Regions from separate parts of the Anas platyrhynchos genome. Here region 1 is linked to region 2. Evidence: chromatin contacts called from public Hi-C data. All regions are on one chromosome and are shown on one strand. The core of a region is the stretch at or near the end of the contact, and the rest is flanking DNA. Distances in the headings are between cores, read along the strand shown.

What was found. Hi-C and Micro-C count contacts between places; a contact is called where the count stands out from the background.
Region 1: a contact with region 2 is called in a Hi-C map of small yellow follicle, with 3 times the contacts expected there. The contact joins the promoter of SPARC here to the enhancer-like site in region 2. A contact is called at or near these places in 3 of 8 Hi-C or Micro-C datasets (F5 follicle, small yellow follicle and subcutaneous adipose tissue).

The regions. Positions count from the first base shown.
Region 1 is chr14:6,137,368-6,141,734 of IASCAAS_PekinDuck_T2T, forward strand. It overlaps SPARC (secreted protein acidic and cysteine rich), which reads right to left and starts at 2,656. Exons shown (of 10, transcript XM_021277302.4): 1 at 2,512-2,656.
Region 2 is chr14:6,044,211-6,048,842 of IASCAAS_PekinDuck_T2T, forward strand. LOC101804862 (proton-coupled amino acid transporter 1) reads left to right here. Exons shown (of 11, transcript XM_027468220.3): 10 at 3,849-4,018. Among named protein-coding and RNA genes, the nearest start is that of GM2A, 15 kb to the left of the region's middle. Within about 2 kb of position 1,286, at least 4 of the 8 cell types and tissues checked have an H3K27ac peak or open chromatin away from gene starts, as enhancers often do. A contact at or near this core is called in F5 follicle and small yellow follicle, where this site is marked.

The DNA of each region.
Region 1 (4,367 bases), core at 1,406-3,905, 95 kb after region 2:
TGTCCCCTCCAGCCCAGCCCGGGTGCCTTGGTGGGTGGAGGCGGGCGAGGGCCGGGCAGCGCAGCCTCTGGAGGAGGCTCCTTGGAGGGAGCAGCGTGGCCCATGTGGCACTGGCCCTAGCCAGGGTTGCATAAGCCCCACGGATGCCACGTTAGCGTGGGGAGGAGCCTCTCCTGGCCCCTCTGCCAGCTCCTCCCCGAGGCTGCTGCGATGCACAGGACAACCCCAGCAGCCTCTGCTGCTGCCTGGCCCCCCACCTCCAGCACCACGGGCAGGAACGGGCAATGGAAGGGCAAAAAAACCCTCACGCCTCGCTGGCAGGGTGGTGACAAAGTGTGACCACCGCAGGGACACGAGGTGAGGGCTGTGAGCCCACCACCCAGCCCTGGGCTTGCCGTGCAAGCAGGACCCTCTGAGCTTTAACTCGCCAACCGATTTCGGTTGGAAATCTGGTCTGAAAGATGAGGTGTGTGTGCCAGAACCCAGAAAGCTCCCCGCAGCTCCCTGCCTGCATGGCACTGCAGCCTGTCAGAGGTCCCAGGGGACCACCGCTGTCCCTGCCACCTACAGGGTCCCCCTGCGCTCACATCAAGTGTTTGGGGTCACAGAACCGAGTGGGTTTGGCTGGGAGAGAAATTCCCTACAGCTCATGCACACAGGACAAATTTTGCCCACCCCATCTTTCCGTGCAGCCGCTGGAGACATCCGCACCCTGTCAGCCCACAGACCTGGCAAAGAGCGACTTGAGCTGCTGTGATGGCACTTACACATGCACCAGGTCTTTACAGAACTCACTAACAAAGTGGCGAGAGCCCTCGGACTGGTGGAGCTGTGCGCTGGCTCGAAGCTCTCCCAGTTTGCCCAGTCTCCAAACTGCACCCGGAACGGGAAGCAGTCCAAGCAGTGCCAGAAGTGCATGGATGAGAGCGGGCTGCAAGCACGGGGAGACCCTGCAAACTGCAGCCAGAAGGGAAAATGATAACGCATTTTGCTGCCCTGCCTGTGCTGCTGCTTTTGTTCCCTCTGCCAAAAGGATTTGGGATGCTCGTGTGCCAGCTGCAAGCGGGTCCCTCGGGCTCCCGGGGCAGCCCGAAAGCTGATCTCCCACCGAGGCACGGCTCCACAAAGCGGAGAGCAAAAAAAAAAAAATCCTTCTGCTAAATGCACTGCAGAAATGCAAACCATCTTCAAAGCATTCCCAGCGCTCGCCCCGCCACAGCCGCTCCAGCGATAACAGCCCCGACATCCATCCGAGCAGAGGACCCAGAGAGGGTTTCCATGGGAGCCGACATTCCAGCGGGGCTGAGTCATGGAAGCCGTAATGGGGAAGGAGGGGCTTGCCAAAAAGTTTGAAAAGTTTATTTCTGCTCTTCCCCCCCTCCCGTCAACACCCGCATCCCTGCTCCTGCCTATGTGGCAGACAATAGCCTGGCTTGAACAGCTGCGCGGGGCGCGACAGCCTTTTATTTCCACTTAAAAACTTCCCTGGTCCGCCCTCCCAAGCTGCTGTGATTTATTTTTGTCCCTGGGGTGGGGAAGAAGAATTTTTGGGCTCTTGCACGGTGGCGTTGATCGAGCACCCGGAGTGCTGGCGGCCTCCCCGGTGCCCCCGAATTCTCTCCGATGTGAAAGGGGAGCCTCGGGGGGAGCCGAGCCCCCTTCCCTGCGAGGTTTCCTTCCCTCGGCTGGACAGCAAAGCAGAGATTTCTTCCAGGGGGGACACAAAGAGCAGGGTTTGGCTGCCTGCACGTCACCAAGGCCAGCTGCTGCCTTTAAAGGAAGCGAGCCCTCAGCTCCTCTGCCTGGCTCCGGAGCCGTGTCCGACTGGTCCCAAGTTATTGCACTTAAAAAAAAATAAAAAGAGCCAAAAAAAAGAGCTTTGTTCCTCCTCTCCTGTCTCTCTGTTTCCACCAGCTATCAGCTGGAGTTGAGCAAACCAGGGAGCGGGACCTGAAATGGATTCGGTCTGCCTGGAACAAAAAGCCGAGTGTCTTTTTTTTTTTCCTCTTTTCGCAGGAAAAATGAGAGCGGCTGCGCTGAGATAAAGCTGACAACCCTTTTGTTCTTCCCCTAGGTATTCTGGTGAGTAAAACGTCACCTGCCAGCACACCCCGGGCTGTGCACGGTGGGGACGGGTTTGTGACCAGATCTGGTTTGCCCTGCAGGATGCGCCAGGACCTCGGTTTAGCGCATCTCCCTAAGGAAACAACCCCAAAAGCCGGAGGGGAAAAAGGGAAAAGGGAGAAAAATTGAAGCTTTACATCCAGGTGACCCCAAAGCGTTAAGCTGGCGATGTGGCGGTGAAATAGAGTAACAGGTTAGGAGCTGGGAAGCTGCAAAGAGGAGCGAGAGAAGGAGGCAGGGAGGGTCCCCGAAGGCTCCGAGCGGGGTGGGGGGCACGGGGCGAGCAGTGCTGGGGTGGGAGGGCTGCAGGGCTGGGGTCCCTGCGAGGATCCCCATGAGCAGGAGCTGCAGCAGCACGAAGGAGACCGAGAAGGGCTCCGGCCATACCTCGCAGTCCTGGCAGCAGGGCTGAGGAAACTTCAGGCGCTGGGGAGGGCTGGAGGAATCTGCGGGTTTTAGAAGGAGGCAGCAGGAAGGCGAAGGGTGGGCTGGGTTTCCTGCTGCCTCTCCTCCTCCTCCTCCTCCTCCTCCTCCTCGCTATCTTTCCAAATCAGTCTCTTCCTCTGCCTCTCTCCCTGGTGGGCTGTCCCCACCCGCCTCCCGGCTCTGTGCCCAAAATACAGGCAGGGACACGGCCCTGGTGCCGAGGGCAGACCAGAGGAATCAAGCGGGGCTGCCGTCAAAGGGGTCCTGCAGGGATTGGGACCCCCCCGACCTCTCCCCTGCACTGCTGCAATGAGATTTTTGGGGCTCTGGCTCTGGCACCGGAGGGCAGGGAGGACAACCACGTCCCTCCTTGGTTTGCGCAGCTCCTGGCACCACGGCCTGCTGCAGTTAAACCCTTAAATGCTGTCATTTTGCTACGGTTTGCTCCCTGAGCTGGTGTTTTCCACCCTCAGGAGGACGCAGAGGAAGGGAGAAGGGACTTGGCTCCCCTCTCCTAACGCTGCTGCCCTCTGGGGCTGCCCTGCGGGAAGGGAGAGGAAAGAATGATCCCCGTTTTCCAGAGTGCGGAGAGGGATGACGTCTGAAATAGCTCCTGGTGAGCAGGGAAGAGCTTGGCTTGGAGGAAAGCTCCTCAGCGCTCTGCCGTGATTATCATCCAGCAGATCTGAGCAAATCCTGTGTCCTGGAAATGTGCTGGTTGAACCCGCTGCTCCCCACGGATAGCACCTCACATTTTGACCTTGCAGGCTATAACCCAGCTGGAGCAGCCGCCCGGCCAGAGGCAGCCAAGCAGCAAAGCCAGCTGGAGGTGGCTTCCCCCGTCTGCTCCCCACGGTGCTCAGCACGAGCCCCCAAAATCAAAAGCAGCAGCCAAAAGGCAAGGCTGTCAAATTGCTGGAATCGGGGACCCCCCGGGTGGATTGGTGACCTGCCACCATGGTGAGCTGGGGTGGCCCTGTGACCATGCCACACAGCCAGGGGAGGTGCGGGAGCTCTCCAGGGGCAGCTGGAAGGACAGAGACTTAGGGACAAGTAGTCTGGGCACCAGCAGGGTGAAGGACACCCCTAATAAAATGCAACATCGTGTTTTGTCTTGGCTGCCTGGGTCCATTCCTCGTGATTACACGCTGCCTTTGAGAGGGACCGAGGCACAGAGCTGGTGCCTGGCTCTTCCCACCGATGGTGCTGCTGATTTGGGTGCCAGCAGGGGACCTGCCAGGCTGTGCCGGCTCCTTGCTCTGTAGGGTGCCTTCATGACTTAAAACCTCTTCAGCACGCCCCACCTCTGGCCTCACGGCACTTCTGCTGCACGTGCAAGAAGCAGATGTAAGCATAAACATCCTTATGGCCAAAGAGAAACAAAAAAATAAACAAAAGCAAAAGGGAAAGGGGAGGGGAAAGAAAGAGAGAGTGGAGGGGCCGTGTCACCATCGCCACTTCCCAGAGAGGCAGCGGATATCTGCAGTCGGGCTGCCCAGGAAGCCGGCGGGGAAGGACACGAGAAGCCTGCTTTATTTGGCTGCACACCATCCAAAAACCTTCCCCGAGTGCTATGTGGATGTTGCTGTCCCCACAGAGCCACTCCAAAAGGTCCCAGTACGACCATCTCGGTGCGTGCTGAGGACAGCGTGGCGATGCTGCCGAACACCTCGTGTCCACGTGCCGACAACCACTCGTAGCATCTGGAGCATCTCCTCTGAGTGTCCACAGCTCCCCTGCGTAGCCCAGAGCCCCTTTCCTAGGTGCTGTTCGGCTCCAGAGGCCACACATCCCCCCCACAGCCCCAGTTCCATGTG
Region 2 (4,632 bases), core at 36-2,535:
GGTGCTCCATCCCTTAGGGGCCGAATTCTGCAGCTCCTCCAACCTGCCTGTCCTGCACGGCCTCTCGTATGGCTCTAGGGCAGCTCACACCAGCCACCAAGATGGGTTAGAAAATGGGGGGGTAAAGATGTGGGACTTGTGGGAACTGCACACGAGTGTCAGGGCAAACTCCTTTGCTTCACCTTCTGTGGTTCCCCGTGCTGGCTTTCACCTCCCTTGGCCACTAACACCCCCAGGGGTAGGTGCTGCTCAGTGTAGTGGCTCCCTATCCACCCTGGAGGAGAAATGCCAGCAGCTCCCCTTGCCTTTGTGACGAGAAGCGTGGAGGCTCTTCGGCATGCAGATGTTGGGAATAAAAGCCTTTCCCAGCTTGCTCCTCCTGGGAGTATTTGAGGAGGCCTTGCACAACCCCACCGCTGTTCCTTCTCACCACTCGCTGCTCTGGGGCACCTGCCTGGCAGGCAGGGAGGAGGCTGCGGAGAAGCTCGTGTCCTCCGTGTGCTGCTTGCCCCAAAGCATCTCTGTGTGTCGGGGCTGAGGTCTGGTCTGGATGCCACGAGGCTTCTTGGAAAGCTGTCCTGGGGCAAAACAGTTCCTCGGGATGCTGCCAGGCTGGTTAGGATGGCTGTGGAGTTTAAAAAGTTTCTCTTTGAAGCCTTCACTGGCTTGAAATCTGTCAAGAGACCGAAGTGAGAGTTTCAGCTGAAGTGGCTGCCCCCTTCCCCAGCCCCGTCCCTGTTCGGTCAGCAGCTGCTCGGTGCTGCGCCCTGTGACTTGCTGCCTCCTCCCCACAGCCCGGGCAGATTTGGGCAGGACTCGGGTTTTTGAGTCACTGCTGGACTTCCACATCCTGGCCTTCTGCTGCTGCCCAGGCGTGGCTCTGGGGAAAGCAAGATCCTCTGTCAAATGCGTGTTTCTAGGAGTCTCTCTCTTTCTGTCCAAGTGGTTTTCTGGGGGGAGACATATAGGATTTCTTAGATATGGCCCTTTGGAAGCAGGGCCCTGGGAAGCCCCAGAACATGGCAGGGCTGCCCCTGGGCAAGGAGTGCTGTGGTCTCTTGTGACTCAGAGCATGAAACTCTTCAGTCATCGTGCCTGCTTCTTTCTGGCAAAACGTTTGATGGAGGCTGTAAACACTGCACTTGGAAATACGTTATCTGTCTTGTTAAAATGAGGGCTGGGAAACTCAGGCTAAAGCCTTGAAGGCTGTTTTCCCCTGCATGCCTTACCCCCTGGGTGATGGGTGAAGGCCTGCTCCTGACACGGGTGTTTTACCAGTTCTGCTTTGCCAGCGGGTTTTCTCCCCAGCAGTAAAAAAGGCGCCGGGCTGCAGCAGCTGGCCAGGAGGGCTGCGGGTGAGAAATCACGGGGCTTGCCTGCAGCGTGGGAGACAGGGCAGGGGTGGTGGAGGAGATGCTGCAGCCTTGCTCAGCCGTATCCATCGCCTGGAGGTCTCTAGGAACACGTCTGCCGAGCCTGCTGGCAGTCGTTGAGGTAGAGGATGACTAAGGACTTTTCCAGCCTCGTTTCTCTGCCACCGCAGCTTCCTCGAGCGAGGAGCGTGGCGGTTCCCGGTGCCCGGGTCTAACCACAGCCTCCCCGAAACACTGTGCTGCTCTGCCGAAATCCTTCCTCGCAGCCTGGCAAGGTTGCCTCACCCCACCAGCTAAAAGGGAGGAAGCCCTGCGGCGACGGGGGAGATGCCTGGTTGCGTACGGCCCGTTGGAGGTGTGTAATGCCAGAGCTTCCCGTCAGAGGAGGGTTTCCCATTTCTTGCTGAAATATCTCAGGGCACAGCTTGTCAGGATGACTTGGTGTGGCCCTCCAGGAGAAGCAGTGCCTCTCCAGACCCCACTTGCACCTGAGTTCTCTTTGGGTCAAGGCTAACCCTGGAGCTCTTCCCCTTCTTGGTATTCAAACTGCCCTTTGAGCTTGGTGTCCTGGCTCCTGACCTGTGCAGAATCAGGACCCAGCCTTACTTGGTGCCTTTTTTTAATAACATCTCTTAAAAAATGGATTGCCTTAGAGCGCTTTATTGCTTTACAGCATTCAGTTCCTGAGAACACAGCTCTGGGATGTGCAGAGTGTGGGATGCATGGCTCAAGGCTACCGTGCGCTCAAGTCATGTGCGGTGCATGCTTGGCCGAGTGGGTGCCCTCTGCACTCTTCTGATAGCTTTGCTTTGTTTGCCTATCGAATCGCAGGATCATTTAGTTCGTGGAGGGTATCGTGAGGTTATCGGCTCCAACCACCTACTCAAAGCACAGCCAACTTCAATCTTGAATGTCAGAAGGGATGGAGAGTCCCCACCTCCCACATTTTGGTGCTGAGCCACCCTGCTGGGCTGCAGCTCTGTCCTGCTGCCTCTGGTCCCCCTGCTGTGCAGCTCTGAGCCTGGCTTTGCCTTCTTGCTCTCCCATTAGGTGGCTGAAGCCAGTAACAATATCCTCCTTGACCTCTTTGTGCTGCACAAACGCAGCTCTCAGCCTCTCCTTACACATCGTGTCCTCCAGCAGCCTCAGTAGCTTCTCCTCAGCTTGCTCTGTGAGCTTCGTGTCTGTTTTGTCCTGGCAGGCTGGACACAGTGCTCCAGCTGCAGCTTTACAAGCCCTGATTCCTGCTTGGTCAGCATGCCTCGATTCGGGGAACAGGTAGGGCTGTAGCTGATGGTTACATGATATGGTTACAGATATCGCTCCTCTGTCACAGAGCCTGGTTCTGGCTGCCGGGAAGCTCAGGGCAGAGACGGGAGGGAGGTGGCTCTCTGGCTCTCCTGCAGCCACGCTTGCCCCCTGCTGCATTATGAAAACAGCTGCTCTGTAGTTCTGTGGAGGAGGCTGAGTTGCAGGTGGAAGTGGTGATGTGTGTGTTGCATTTGCTTTGTAAGCCCAGACTTCTGCTGGCAGTGCAGTCCTCTCCCTACTCAGCAGTAAGTGAAATCAGTGAAATATTCATGGCTGGAGCTGATAAGCCTCTTAGAAGGTGTTCTTTATCTCCTGTCTTAAGGCAGAGAATAAATTCCACCTGGCTGTAAGCAGGGAAGAGAGCTTTTTCCCCTTTCTTCAGCTCAGAAGCAGGATTTTTGCGGGTGAAGTTCAAGGGGACCATCGCCTCTGGGGACGAGTGACGGAAGGAACTTCATTCTGGGTCACCGACCGAGAGTCGGGGTTGCAGACTGCAGGCAGTATCAGTGCTATTTGCTGTGTCTCCGGTGAGGGCTGTTTCCTAACACTTGAGTATCTGTGTTAGGAAATGTTTGTCCATGCTTGACAATCAGGAAGAAGGCCACCCCGTGGCACTGCAGACCTTGCAGTGTCATCCTGGACGAGTGGAGGGGGCAGCACGGAGCCCCTATCCCTCCGTTAAGTGGTGACAAACCTGGAGGATGTGTGACCTGGAGCGGGCAATGGCAGTGCTGCACAGGGACATCTACAAAATAGACGGTGCCGTGATGTGTCAAGGGGCAAATTAGGCTCCTGTCCCATGGGCAGAGGCATATTGGCCATCCCCGTGCCTGTTTTTATTTTTTAAGTGGCCCTTCACATCCGTGCCCAGGAGGTTTCTCAAGGGGAAGCAACACTCGAGGCTGCTGGCCTGCTGCTTCCTTACGCAAAGCCAGGGCTGAAACCTCTAATTAGGTGTGGGCTCGGAGGTTCTGCTATCCCTTGCACAAGAAGTGTCTCGGTGAAGTGAATGCATCGCCCTTAATTTGTCAAGAGCACGTTTAGAGGAGGAGATGGCTGGGATACAAAAGTCCTTCTTGGCAGAGTGCTCCTCCTTTTTACTGTTGATGCCACGGGGTTTGGAACAAGAGTGAATCTCACTGGTCCCCTCCTTCTCGTTTGCAGGTTGTACCAAGCTGTCAAGCTGCTCTTCTCCTTCGGGATTTTCTTCACGTACGCCGTGCAGTTCTACGTGCCCGCCGAGATCATCATCCCTCCCCTCGTCGCCCGTGTGTCGGAGCGCTGGGGCTGGGTGGTCAACCTGCTCCTCAGGGTGGCCCTGGTTAGCGTGACCTGTGAGTAGAAAGCAGCCTGTCCCAGAGCCTTCATCCCTCTGCCTGGGAGCGGTCTTCTCTGCAGAGGGGTGGCAAATGTCCAAATTAATTTAGAGGAGCTATACAGTCCCATCGAGCTTTATATGCCACGTCCCAGCAGCTGGTCTGGTGTGTGGGCAGCTCAGACCGGAGCCTGCTGGACCTTTGGAAGGGTGTGGAGCTGGCAGGAGACTTACCCAAGCCTCACGTGCTGGCTGAAACAGCACGGCTTGGAGGTGCCTTCTGCTCCTCTGGCTTTGAGCTGAGATCTTGGAAGGTTTTTCCAGGTGTCCTGGCCAGATCTAGAGATGTTGTTCCTTCTGGGATGCCTCTTTGAGTCTTCTGGCTTTTCTGGGGACTGCTGGCTTCTCCCTGCAGAAGGATGCGCAGCTTTTGGGGCACAGTCTGACACCACTTGTTGTGGGAGGGCAGTGTTTGGACCTGGCTGGTTTGGGACCCCTGGAGATGGCTTTTAGGAGCTGTAGGTTCTCAGAAATGTTTTAGCCTCCCAGAGGGCTGTGGTCTGCCCTGACTCTGAGTCTGCAGCACCGAGGTGCAGCCCAGTGCTTGCTGCAGAAGTCATTGTGCACAGCTGC